Regions from separate parts of the Sus scrofa genome. Here region 2 is linked to region 1. Evidence: chromatin contacts called from public HiChIP or PLAC-seq data. All regions are on one chromosome and are shown on one strand. The core of a region is the stretch at or near the end of the contact, and the rest is flanking DNA. Distances in the headings are between cores, read along the strand shown. Region 1 holds the start of MPEG1 (macrophage expressed 1). Region 2 holds the start of MED19 (mediator of RNA polymerase II transcription subunit 19).

Region 1 (6,484 bases), core at 3,906-6,405:
AGAGGATTGGGGAAAGGTCCCGTGTGGTACAAGAAAGGGCCCTGTCCTCTTGCCTGTGGTCACTGGCATTGATGGGGAGGGGGGAGGGGTCAGGAGAGGGCAGGCGAAGGTCCTATTATAAATCCTTGTAACTGGTGTGAAGTCCTTGGTGTTGCTCTGTGAGAGGACATCGCCACCTGGTGCTCATGACGTGTATGTGCAGAACAATAAATGGCAAGTGAACAACCACAAATTGCCGTTTTGGTTTTTTTTTCCATCTGCTTTCTGCAGACCAGAGCACCTACGTGTGAGGTATTTGGGGTACCTCCCCGGGTCTGTCAGCAACTGCAAGCCCCTCCACTGAATGGGGGAGTCCTTTTCTAATTTTTTTCACAGCTCTCCTACCCACATCCTTGGCCAAATAACCCAGGCTTGACTTCTTGTTCCTCTGCAGACACAGATCACGAGGGGAAGTGAGAAAGTGAAACTGTGGGGAAGGACCTCTTAAACTCCACGAACGTTTGCTTCTTAAAGTTCCCTTCACCCAACTACAACATCGTGTATGTTCAAATTGTTTACAGTTGGTGGTTTTTCAAATACAAGTTTAGTATTGATTCTCCCGATACCAATGAGAACACAAAAATAAAATGCCATTGCACAGCCACCTCTGTCACCCACATGTGTCTCTATTTCTGACAGCCCATAGAGTGTAGTGTTCCTTGAAAGCCTGGGTTCGTCTTTCCACAGACGGCCCCCTAAGCTGGCCAGTGAGGAAAACAGGACTGGAAAAGCAGAGCCTGAGAACCCCCCACCCGGGTTCTGACTTTGTAAAGTGACTTGATGACTGTAAACCACAGACCCCCATGTTCTGATTTTCTGTGGATGAACAGTCGGACAATGTTCTTTGAGGACAGGTTTTAATGCATATTCATGTGCAGCATTGTTTAGAAATGTAAGTTTGTGAAGAACCTTTGGTTGGCAGTTAGTGCATTAAAAGGCTGGGAGCCTCTGGCTGTACTTTGTCTCTCTGACTCAGTAACCTTCAGAGAATTCATGGAGAAGTCTGTATTGGCAGGAAAGGGGTTAGCCTGGCTGAAACATACCCACAGAACGCCCAGAAGTTTAGGAGAGCTTTTTAATGCTTCAGAAGCAGGGGTAGAGGAGGTAAAGACCAGAGTCCCTAGCTGAAGGCAGGGCTCCAGTTCTGTGACTCACTTCTCTGTATCAGAGTGGCAGATAATCCTCTCCCAAATTCTCACAGGCTGGCACCCTTCAAGCTCCTCTGAAGGAGGACCTGGTATAACATTTTTGATCTCAAATATTTAATGAGGAAAGGACAAATTCTCCTTCATTAAAGATGACTCACTGATGACATTTGACTTGGTGAATAAATGTATAACTTCTTTGGCCGTGCCTATGACATATGGAAGTTCCTGGGCCAGGGATCAACCCCTGCCACAGCAGTAACCCAAGCTGTGCAGTCACAATGCCAGATCTCACAAGGGAACACCAAGAAATATGTAACTTAAAAAAAAATTGAGGAAGAACACTAATAGGCTCACCCTAATAATTACAATTAAGTGAGACTGTTACTTAAATTGGTCAAAGCCTCATATGTCAAGGAACAATCATGCATCCTTCTAGATGGCCCAGGAAAGTCAGCCTGGCACTGTAATAAATGGACCACAAATGACGTTGGATGCCTTTTTTGTTTCATTTAAAACATTGCTTTGATCATGTCAGCCTCCTTTCTGCTGGGAAAAAAAAAATAAAGACAAGGTAATAATTGGTGTTTTCTGCTCTTTTTATGTCTTAGGGAGGAGCTGATACTCAGGTATGGGTTTCCTTTGACTTCTTGTATTTTTCCTTGTCTCCTACCCCAGAAAAAGTCTTCTTGTTGGAATGTGGGGTGTGTATGTGTGTGTGCGTGTGTGTTGGGGCGTGGGGTGCCTATGATGGGGGATGGGAAGAGGGATGGCCATCCCTGGAAGAGTAAGGGATTGCGCCTTGGTAACAGAACATGCAGTGATAATGCTTGATCGATCCAAACCTGCAGCTCCTTTCTTGGCCCCATTTCTGACGAGTTAAGAGGATGAAACCAGGGAGTTGGCTGTGGGTAAGAATTCCAATTCCCCATGAGCCCTAGAATCTTTTCCAGCTTTCATCTTTCCTTCATTCACTCCTCGTCTCCCAATTATCTCTTCTCCCTTGACATTTTAATTGAAGTTTATATCTTAAAATATTTCCTGAGGACTTTGTGACACTGGCCTGAAGTCCAAGGGTGGCCTGGTCTACGTAAGTCTGGATTGTGGGGAAGTTGGAAAACGTGTGCTTGGTACAGGCACCTCTCTCTGTTCAGATGCCGTGGTGGGGATGACCCAGAGGAAATGAAACATGCCATCAACAGGAGCCTGCAGAGCTGAAAAGCAGTAGCCAACCAGGACATCTGGGGGCTTTGTCCGCCTCTAGGAGCATGAAATCCAGACAGCTTTAAATAAACACAAAATAGTGGGAGGGTAACCCTTAATGGAAGGAAGTCTTACAGCTCATGAATTGGAGTCCATGGCTGACCTCCGATTAAATGCATCATCTCCGAATTCAAATGTTAACATCCTCCCTTGCTTCTTTATACACATAAGCATTCAGGTGAAGATACTTGATGAGGCACATAGAGAAAAGACACCACCCTCATGCTTTAGGCCCTAGGATGATGTTTGCTTAAGAAAAAAAAAAATCACCACCACTATCCAACCCTTCCTCCAACCTGGTCCACGTAGCTCTGTTCATTTCTTAGCCCAGAGACCTAAGAAAGTCACAAAGTTGTACCTGCTATTGGTTGCACTTAGGAAGGCAGACGTGAAGAAAGGAAAATGAAAGACACACGTGATGGGCTGGCTGGAGATGAGAGCATCTGTTTCCAGGGAGGACCTAGGCTGGACTCTGCTCCTGCCCTTGGTCAAGGGCGTCTCCAGTCACTGCAGCACCTGGAACCAAACTCTGCCTCTCATCCTGGACCGCCTGGTAGCCCCTGTTCTTGTACTTCCGGGTGCCATAGATGGCCAGGGCGATGACAGCTGCCAGGACGGTGGTGACCCCCAGTGTGACCCCAGCTGCTGCTCCTCCAGACAGGGCACTGCCATCCCCATGGATGACCTTCATGGCCCTGCGAAGCTCCAGCGGCTCTCCCAGCTTCCACCGGTGCGTCTGGGGATCTTTAATCCAGGAGCTGGCAGTCTCAGTATTTGTCACCATGACAGTGTTGGTGGCAGCCTGACTCATGAGGGGTGGTCGGGTGTAAGGTGGAAGCCTGGCAGGAGGTAGAAACCCTCCTGTAAAAAGCCCAGACTTGACACAGTAAGATACTTGGCACCCATCACTGATGAGGGCTAGGTGTTGGCTGAAACCCCCCGGACACTTTTTTAGAGAAGGCGCCCCTAAATCTCCAGATATGGCAGGATCCACCAGGGGGTTCCCGACCACACAGCTAAAGAACCCGCCAAAAGGGACTGAAAACTGGAATCCCAACTCGTAGTCCTGCGAGGCACATATCTTGAGGTTCTCAAAAAGTCTCAAGGGAAAATAGCCAGCTGGACACGACTGTGCGTTTGTCAAAGGGTTGATGCTCTTACTGCTGAAGAGGCCCCCAAAAAGTAGCCCTGAGTTTTCTGACACTTGGCCACTGGCCACACACCAAAAAGCCCTAAACTCAGCCTTGGCCACCCGGAACACATCTTCACACACCGTCTTGCAGAAAATGAGGAGAGTGCACTTCTGTGAACACTCCAGGCGGTTGTAACCCTCCTCATGGGTCTGGGTCAGCAGGCGGATGGGGGAGTAGCCAGAAGGGCAGGAGAAATCACCTGTGAGTGGATTCTTCTGCTCCAAGTTTTGGCAGAGTTGGACAAACTCATTCCCTGAGAGCTGGGTGCATTGCTGATAAACTCCACCAAAGGAGAAATTGGTCATTTTCCCCTCACAGGAGCCATCATCCACGTTGGCTTGGAAATTGAAGTTAGGCGAGTTGAGATCTGTGCAGCCAGGGTAGGTGTTGAAGGTGTAATAGCGTCTCACAGCTGTCTCCACCGTCTTTGACAGCTTTTTCACCAAGGGCCCTGGCAAGTCAGGCAGCCTGTCGGGGTTGATGAAGAAATGCAGAGGCAGGCCAGCACGGTCCACGGCCACCAGGTGGTTGGTGATGCCCTGCTGCCAGGCTTGGAGGGTGATGCCTGGGTAAAAAGGGAGCCCTCCGATGCTTTGCACCCTGGAGTTGGTTCGGTTGGAGAGGTAGTTCTTGGTGAAGTCATTCTGGGAGATGTAGCTCTCCTCAAGTTTGAAGTTCACGATGTTTAGGAAGGTGATTCCAGCAGATGAAGTCACAGCACTGTGGCTGCTCTGGCTGTCCTGGAGGAAGGAGGATCTGATGTGGTCCTCCTGAATGAGAGTAGCGCCCGCATCCACACTGGTGATGACATGGGTACCATAGTTGAGGACCAGGAGTTCCGCCAAGTAGGTGGCCATCCGTGTCTGGTTGTTCTCCAGACGTTCAGAGATGTCCATGAGCTCCTTTTTAAACCCCCAGCTTAGTTCTGCATCTGGGTTGATTTTGACCGTGTAGACCAGGTTTCTTAGCTGAACCTGGGTAGTCACAGCTTGATCCTTCACCTGGAGGCTCTTTATCCTCTGGAACTCAGGTGAGAACTTGCCATTGACTTTGGAAAAAAGAGAGAGCTCCATGTTGATGGAGTAAGAGGTGGTGCTCTGGTAATTGACCCAGGACTCAAGGATTTTTGAGTTCATCTCCAGGTTGCTCTGTTTCTGGGGAATGGTGAAGATCTCGTCAGGGACAATGTACTGTCCATCCTCTGTGGTCTTGCAGTGGGTGTACGTCAGGTCCATCACCCGTCCCATGTCCACATTCCGAAGATTATCCCAGCCACCTCCTGGTAGGACTTCCAGGACAGGTAGTTTTAAGGCATTCTTGCATTTTTGAAATCCAGCCTCAGCTGCCTCTCCCAGAGATGTGTCCGTTTTAGCCCACACTGCCACTGCCCAGATAAGGATGGCACCCCTGAAGCCGTTCATGGCTCAGACAGCCCCAGCCTGTCACGTCAGCCCTCAGCAACAGCCAGCGAGCTCTGTGCAGACTGAACTGCTTGGAAAGAAAGTCGTTGCTGAAACAAAAAGTTCAGCAGTTCTAAAGCCACTGGTTCCTCTTTAGGCTAGTCTAATCGCAAATGGGGAAATGAGAGTGAGTTGGAATACGAAGGTCCATCGATGTGTTGAAGAGCATTGTATTCTACTACATATGCGAATGCAGCCCCATATCCATAATCCTGAACTTCCCAGAGGTTCCCTACTTCCTTCAGCCCCAAGCTGGCTACTCTGCAGCAGTAGTGGACACTTAGAAAAAGTACAACCCCATGCTTTACTCTTAACTCCATGTGAGATTTCTGGCTTTGAAAGAAAGCTTGGATTTTGCTTTTTTTTGGTTCACTCTCTTGATATTTCAAATTTTCCCTACCTCCTCTCTCCTGGGACTTCAATACCAGTTTCCTTTTCCTGTGTGTAGGGGTTGGCAATAAGTTGGTGCCTATTGCTTTTATTGTTTCATTTCATTGTTAAGTTCGTGTAACCAGCATAGGTGCATCAAAATGAATGTAGCTCTTCATGACTCAAGTTTTCTAAGACAACAGCTCATTTGTTATATCATTAGGAGAAGAAAATTTCATGACTTTGCTTTTGTGTGCTAATGCTAAATCAGTGTAGGAAACTGCACGATTTAGAACAGTGTTTCTAGGCCATTGATCGAGAACCAGGCTTAACTGAAGCCCGGCTCTGTCAACTCTTTGGGACAACTCATACATTGAGTGGTACCCAGGGAATCCATAGGAGTTCACAGAAGCTCTCAATTGCACCCTCATGGTTCCCCAAATCATACCATGAACCAGAGGGAGTGCTGAGCCTGAAAAGATCACGTTTGAATTCACAGACAACCTGTATGCATTCTGAAAAGGTTTCAAGGAATTGTATTATAGCACATTATCACTGATGCAGCTGACAAGTGTGTGCAGAAATAATGAGGCCAGTTTCCCAGCTTCACAGGCAGAGCATCACTAATTATTCATAAAACCATGATGGTGTTCCGAAAACCCAGAAATACCATATTCTGGGTCTATTCATGCCTCAGTTATCATGCTCTGGGGAATTCATTTGCACTCAAGGGGGATTAATTAATGAACCAGTATCTGTTTTATATTTGGCTAGAGAAGCAAGTCTCTATGCAGTATGTCCTGGTTAATTTGTAAATCATTTAGCTATAAGTTTATAGCTCAGTAGAATGATCCTAGAATGAGAAAAATTAGAGTTGAATACCTTGCATATTTCCAAAAAGTCTGTTGAAATATCCACATACTTCCCTTCAAACTACTTCAGGGCTAGTTCATCAGAATCAGACAACTCTTACTGTTTCGGAGACCTACTGACAATTTCTTACTTTTTGCTTTTT
Region 2 (7,311 bases), core at 1,871-4,370, 1.0 Mb before region 1:
ATTAGAGCCCTAGCCTGGGAACCTCCACATGCCTCCGATGCAGCCCTAAAAGGACAAAAGACAAAAAAAAAAAGAAAGAAAGAAAGAAAGAAAGAATAATCACTACTTTATTCTTAAACCATACACTTTGAAGTCTTAGGTAAAATTATTTGCTCAAAAACAAGGACCAGGAGTTCCCGTAGTGGCGCAGTGGTTAACGAATCCGACTAGGAACCATGAGGTTGCGGGTTCGGTCCCTGCCCTTGCTCAGTGGGTTAACGATCTGGCATTGCCGTGAGCTGTGGTGTAGGTTGCAGATGCGGCTCGGATCCTGCGTTGCTGTGGCTCTGGCTACAGCTCCGATTGGACTCCTGGCCTGGGAACCTCCATATGCTGTGGGAGCCGCCCAAGAAATAGCAAAAAAAGACAAAAAAAAAAAAAAAAAAAAATACAAGGACCAGGCTTACTCATCTCTCTCCTCTTCTCATCATATGTCTCCTTTATACCCAGGATTTGCCCAGAACAGATATTCAAGTGATTAATGTAAATAGGTACAATCAAAATAAGTTAAGGTTAAATAAACTGCTGGTAGACATCAATCACTAACTAAAGTCAAGTCAACCTCTCTATGCTTTAGTTTTTCAGCTTTAAAAAGCAGATAACAATGCCTATTTCAAGGGGCTATTGTAAGTATTAAACACTAAAACATATCTAACTGCACTGTGAATTTCAAGGTCTGTAACAAATCATTTCCCTCAGATATTTTTGGGCCATACCCATGGTACAAGGAAGTTCTAAGGCCAGGAATCGAATCCAAGCCGAAGCTGCAACCTATTGCTACAGCTGTGGCAATGCCAGATCCTTAACTGGCTAGGCCACAGTAGGAACTCCTTCTTCAGCTCTTTTTTTTTTTTTTTTTAAATCTTTACTCTCTTAGGGCTGCATTTGTGGCATATGTAAGTTCCTAGGCTAGGGGTTGAATGGGAGCTGTAGCCACTGGCCTACAATCACAGCCACAGCAACGCCGGATCCTTAACCCATTGAGCAAGGCCAGGGATCGAACCTGTGTCCTCATGGATACCAGTCAGATTCGTTTCCTCTGAGCCGTGACAGGAACTCCCCTCCTTCAGCTCTTGATGTAGCAGTAGGACTTGGGATGAACTAAATGTCATCCTGGAGACTTAACATGTCCAAAATGACTTGATATCCATCTCCTCAAACCTGTCCTTTCCTGATCTTAGCACTACCATCCACCTAATTATTCAAGCCAAACATTTCCAAACTGCCCTCAATTCCTCTGTCCTTCAATTCTATTTTCAATCCTGCATTCCTGTCAGTTCTACCTCTAACATTTATTTGGCATCCATTTACTTCTCTCCTCTACTGCTATTTCCTAGTTCAAACTATCATCTCTTTCCTGAACTACTAAGCTGTAACTTCTGACCAATTTTCCCACTTTTCTTCTTTTTTTTTAAGGGCAGCACCCAAGGCATATGGAGGTTCCCAGGCTAAGGGTCAAATCAGAGCTACAGGTGCCGGCCTACACCAGAGCCACAGCAATGCTAGAGCTGTGCTGCGTCTGCAACCTACACCACAGCACAGGACAACACTGGATCCTTAACCCACTGAGTGAGGCTAGGGATCAAACCCACAACCTCATGCTTCCTAGTCGGATTCATTTCTGCTGTGCTATGACGGGAACTCCCCCACTTTGCTTCCTTAATAGAGCTGCTCGAATGATTGAAAATAAGCAAATAAGTTAGAAGTTAGATCACTTCAGACTCTTGTGTCAAAATGGTTCCCCCTGAACTTAAAATGTCTTATAGAGGCCTCTGCCTACTCTCCCACCTTCATCTCCTATCGCTCTTTCCCTGTTCACTTCCCCGGAGTGCAAGTGGTTTTCTGTCCCTCAAATATTCAAGGTTATTCTCACATTGGGCCTTCTAATCTCATTTTTTGTATCTAGAGTTCTCTCTCCTCCCACTCATAAATGGCTAGCTCTTCCTTTGTGCTTATATTTTAGCTCTAATGTTATCTACTCAGAAAGGGCTCTCCTGATCACTCTAGCTAAAGCAGTTCTGCCCCCTCAATTCTTTATCACATTTCCCCCTTGTAGCCATAACCACTATCTGATACTATCTGTTTATCCGCAGATATCTGTTTATCACTCTTTGACTCCTCCACTGGCAGGTAAACTCCCAAACAGGCAAGGATCTTGTCAGTTTTGTTCACAGCTGTATCTTCAGCAATTGGAAGAGTGCTTGGTACACAGAGTGGGTGCGCAACAAAATAATTTTTTGAATGAAAGAACCTGGTTTAATTCTAATCACTTCTTCGAACACATTTTGAAACCCCGAGGCCCAGAGGAAGAAAGACAACATGTCCCAAACCAACAGGAAGTTTGAAGCAGATCTGGAACTGGGTCCGCAGGGATGTTAAATCAGGACCCTCAAATACCAAACTCAAAGCTAGGATAATCTTTAGGGAGTCAAAAACCAGCGTCAGGGGCAGGATCGGGCGTGAAAGGTGGTCAGGGAGATCCACTCTCTTCCCACCCCTAATCCATCCCAATTCCAATCATTCTTTCGGTTGTGAATCCTCAGAACCTCTTCTAGTATAGTGTTCCGAAATCGCGCCACGCGTTGCCTAGGTTACCCCTCACCCCAGTCGGAAGGCTGAGAGCCACGCCCCGCCTCTCCTCGCTATGATCTGATTGGCTGGCTTTGACCAGGCCTTGTACTCACCCGGCAGTTCCCGCATTAGGTAGAAGGGGCCACAACCGGCCGCTGACTTGTCGGAGCCGGGAGCGGCTGTGGCCGCGGTAGAGGGCGGGGCGGGGCCCGGCCCCCCGCCCGGAGGAGGAGGCGGTGGGGGTGGAGGTTTTCCAGGTCCGAAGCCAAGTGCGGTCGGGGGCGGTGGTGGGTCAGCCTGAGCTCCGAACAGCGCCGTGAAATTCTCCATCGCCTCCTCCGCCCCGGCGCTGTCTCGGTGTCTGGCGTTGGTGACGTTCATTGGTCAATCTTTTCACAGAGTACCGCCCTCCTCTTTCAGGAGCCTCTCACCATTGGGTTGCCTCGGGCCCTTCCTACCTTCTTCCTGCAACTACTTCCGTCGCCTTCTGAGAACGTTCCGGAAGTACTATTTAACTTTATTTAAATTCTCCTGTATCTCCTACTTGCCGCAGTCGCATATGTCCAATAAAACGATTTAGGTGGAAAAAAAGACAGCTAGATTAGCCAATAAAATATCAAAGCCCTTTCTCCATTTTTAACCTGACGCAGAAGCCAGTCAGAGATCTGCTTCCGGATCTAGAGGCGGTGCATCCGAGACTAGGCCCAATGGAAGCACAATGATGGGAGAGGCGGGACCAGGCTCACGGACTCCGTGGAGCGGCTGGCGCCGCTAGAGCCGGGAAGATGGCGGTTCTCGCGCCTTTAATTGCTCTTATTTATTCGATACCTCGACTATCACGATGGCTGGCCCGACCTTACTACCTTCTGTCAGCCCTCCTCTCTGCTGCCTTCCTACTCGTGAGGAAGCTGCCCCCTGTCTGCTACAATCTCCCCACGCAACGCGAAGACGGCAACCCGTGTGACTTTGACTGGGTGAGCGACCCCCCGCCTTAGGACCCCGCGACCTTGACACCCTGTCCTAGGTTGCATCTACGAGATGCGAGGTTCACCTGTTTGAGAACACCTGAGGTTCCCAACCTGTAGCGGACTTAAGCTATTAAGAATCTAGAGCCTGGGCGGTCGTCGAGTGTAAACCTCTTCACGTTTAAGATGGGAATACAGCGAGTTAGCCTGCCGGGGTCTTCTGACTCCTGAGTCCAAGGTCCTTTCCGTCTCACAATTCGTACCTACCCAAACGAGGCATCTGCACTGTTTTACAGTGCTGCTCTCGTTATGTAAAGCCTCTTGAGGAATCAGTGAGGTAAACAAGGCAAGTAGTAGTAATCTCGTTTCACTGATGAAGAAATTGATCTCGGCGTAGTTAGGAGACTTGTCCAAGGTCACACAACTAGTGAGTGGCTGGGACTTGAAACCACTCTTCTGGCCAAAGCAGCAGCACCATCAGTCATTTTAATTCAGTTAACAACTGCAGAGGGAGGACTGTATGCTAGGCACTGTGCTGCATCCTGAGAATGTAAAAATGAATAAAGTTTTAGGCCTATTGAAATGGAATTGTAAAAAAAATTCATTGTAAAGAAATCAATCTGAACTCTCTTGCAGTACTTCCTAAGTAGAAGTGGAAGGACCACTCAGAAAAATAAGATGAAGTTCTGTGCCCCCTTCTGTATAGCTGAATCTGTGTTACGAGGAAGGAGGGCCTTCCTGAGTTTTTGTCTTTTTTTTTTTCCAGGTCCCAGAATGAGTCTTGACTTTTGACAGAACTTACTTCCTTACTTTTATTCTCCTTCCCTTGTTTACTTTTTCGTACTTCCGCCGTTCTTTCCCAGTGTTATTAAGTAGCTCATGTATAGCTGTGGTGCTTCAAAAGATCCATTTGGGGGGCAGGGGGGCGAACCTGCGGGGTATGGAGGTTCCCAGGCTAGGGTCAGATCAGAGCTACAGCCTATGCCACAGCCATAGCAACGTGGGATCCAAGCTCTGTCTCAGATCTACACCACAGCTCAAGGCAATGGCAGATCCCTGACCCACTGAGCGAGGCCAGGGATTGAACCCGGATCCTCATGGGTACTAGTCAGATTCGTTTCCACTGTGCCATGACAGGAACTCCAAAAGAACCTATTAAGTAGGGACCTTTAACTATTTAGAGTTTATAGCTAGTGTTTGTTTTCCTGGAAAAAATCTTTTACTATTTCCTTGGTGATTTGGAAGTTAGAATATTAAGGTAAATAATCTTAGCAATAACAGGTAAACCTCAAAATTTCAGTGGCTTGGAGTTCCCACCATGGTGCGGTGGGTTGAGAATCCAACTGCAGTTCCTTGGAAGTACGGGTTCGATCCCTGGTCCAGGAACTTCCATATGCTGTGGGTGGAAGAAAAAGAAAAAAAGAGGGAGTTCCTGTTGTGGAGCAATGGAAGCAATCCAACTAGTATCCATGAAGATTCAGGTTCAATCCCTGGTCTTGTTCAGTGGGTCGGGGATCCAGCATTGCCATGAGCTGTGTTGTAGGTCACAGATGTGGCTCAGATCCTACGTTGCTGTGACTGTGATGTAGGCCAGTAGCTGTAGCTCCAACTCGACCCCAAGTCTAGGAACTTCCACATCCTGAGGCTGCAGCACTGAAAAAAAAAAAAGGAAAAAAAAAAATTTCAGTGGCTAAACAGAATAAAAGTTCATTTCTATTTTATTAAATAAAAGAAATAATCAAGCACTTTGCTTTTCCTCTATACACTGTCAGAGTAATAAATAGTTGATAAGGGAATGTTAATTTCCTACTAGAAGAATTTGAAGTAATACAGAAAGAGTGATAGCATTTAAAGATTATGTAGCACTCTGGAGTTCCTGTTGTGTCTTGGTGGTTTAGAAACCTGACAGAATGTTTTGTGAGGATGCAGGTTTGATCCTTGACCTCTCAGTAGGTTGAGGATCTGGTGTTGCCACAAGCTGTGGCGTAGGTGGCAGATGCAGCTCAGATCCAGTGTTGCTGTGGCTGTAGTGCAGGCTGGTAGCTGCGGCTCTTATTTGACCCCTAGTCTGAGAACTTCCATATGCTGCAGGTTCTGCCCTAAAAATAAAATAAAAATTATGTAGCACTCTAATGAAATAATAAATCTAGGCAATGATCATCTCAAGCCATCAGATGAAAGGTTGATATGTCATCTGCAGTGAGTTAGTAGAGAGTACATACCACCTCTATGATGTTACAGCTATGCTGCAGCTGCGGCAACAAAGAGTCCTTTAACCCATTGTTTTGGGCTGGGGATCAAACCCTAGTCCTGGTGCTGCAGAGACACTGTCAGTCCCATGGTGCACCAGCAGGAAGTCCTGTAATTTGCTTTATGTTTCTCTAACAAAAGAAATGGATGGCATAGATGAAATGGAACCATATTGGCAAAATACTACCATTGAAGCTGAGTAATAGGTATTTTATTAGTAATAGGGGTTTATATTAATACAACACACATTTTATACACAGACACACAGACACACAGACACACAGACACACACACACACACACACACACATGGATGGAAAATGATTTTCCCTTTATCCGTCTGGGCTCTTGACAGATAATGCAAAATAGGTTAAAGACAAAGGAAGTTCCTTTGTGGTACATCAGGTTAAGGATCTGGTGTTGTTGCAACTATGGCTTTGGGTTCAGTCCCTGGCATGGGAACTTCCACATGCCACAGCTACAGCCAAAATAAATAAATAAATAAATAAAACAAAGACGATTAAAATAAAAATACAAACAGAAAGGAGTTCCCTGGTAGTGTTGTCGTTGCTGTAGCTTGGGTTGCTGCTGTGGTGTGGGTTCACTACCTGGCCCAGGAACTTCCATATGCTGTGGACACAGAATGAATGAATAAATACATAAATAAAAACAATTTATTGGAGTTCCCATCGTGGCTCAGTGGTTAACGAATCCAACTAGGAACCATGAGGTTGCAGGTTCGATCCCTGGCCTTGCTCAGTGGGTTAAGGATCGGGCGTTGCCGTGAGCTGTGGTGTAGGTTGCAGACGCGTCTCAGATCCCGCGTTGCTGTGGCTCTGGTGTAGGCCGGTGGCCACAGCTCCGATTAGACCCCTAGCCTGGGAACCTCCATATGCCATGGGAGCGGCCCTAGAAAAGGCAAAAAGACAACAAAACAGAACAAAACCAATTTATTAACATGTATAACTTGTATACATGGGCGATAGCTAGGGAAAAATGAGTAGCTCAAAAAAGGTGGTTTAGGACTCCAGCTTATATGTCATCTTCAACTATGAACAATAAATTTGTGAAGAAATGACGGGACAAAGGAAAGCTGTTTTAGGCTTCCAAGAACAGAAAACTGTGGAAAGGTAAATTGAAGGTAGATAAAGTCTAGTTTGTTATCTAGGTTCCTCTGGTGCTGCCTCCAGGCTGATAGGGTCTAAAGTTATCTCCACTGACTAATTTTGTCCTTGGTATAGAAGATTAGAAGGACACCTTTTGAAAGTTTATGTCCTGTTTTTAGACAAATGGGGGAGGGCAGGAACTTTTCTAAATTATTCTACTTCTCAGTTGCCTTTAGGCTCAAGATAATCCTTATGTCAAAGTGGCATATTTTGGGGTGGCATATTCTGCTACCCTCGATATCTTTTCTATTTTTTTTTTTTTTTTTTGGCCGCCCTGTGGTATATGCAGTTCCCAGGCCAGGGATCAGATGTGACCCCCAG

The links. HiChIP or PLAC-seq counts read pairs in DNA pulled down with a chosen protein or histone mark.
Region 2: an H3K27ac HiChIP or PLAC-seq map of alveolar macrophages shows a contact between it and region 1. The contact joins the promoter of MED19 here to the promoter of MPEG1 in region 1. A contact is called at or near these places in 1 of 5 promoter capture datasets (liver) and 1 of 2 datasets of contacts at active chromatin or transcription factors (alveolar macrophages).

Annotation. Positions count from the first base shown.
Region 1 is chr2:12,192,974-12,199,457 of Sscrofa11.1, reverse strand. It overlaps MPEG1 (macrophage expressed 1), which reads right to left and starts at 5,155. Exons shown (of 1, transcript NM_001267892.1): 1 at 2,864-5,155. The coding sequence starts at 5,061. The coding sequence ends at 2,908. DTX4 (E3 ubiquitin-protein ligase DTX4) reads left to right here. Exons shown (of 9, transcript XM_013994298.2): 9 at 1-1,515.
Region 2 is chr2:13,237,120-13,244,430 of Sscrofa11.1, reverse strand. MED19 (mediator of RNA polymerase II transcription subunit 19) reads right to left here and starts at 3,120. Exons shown (of 5, transcript XM_003122715.5): 1 at 2,724-3,120. The coding sequence starts at 2,991. TMX2 (thioredoxin-related transmembrane protein 2) reads left to right here and starts at 3,161. Exons shown (of 8, transcript XM_005660896.3): 1 at 3,161-3,584. The coding sequence starts at 3,396.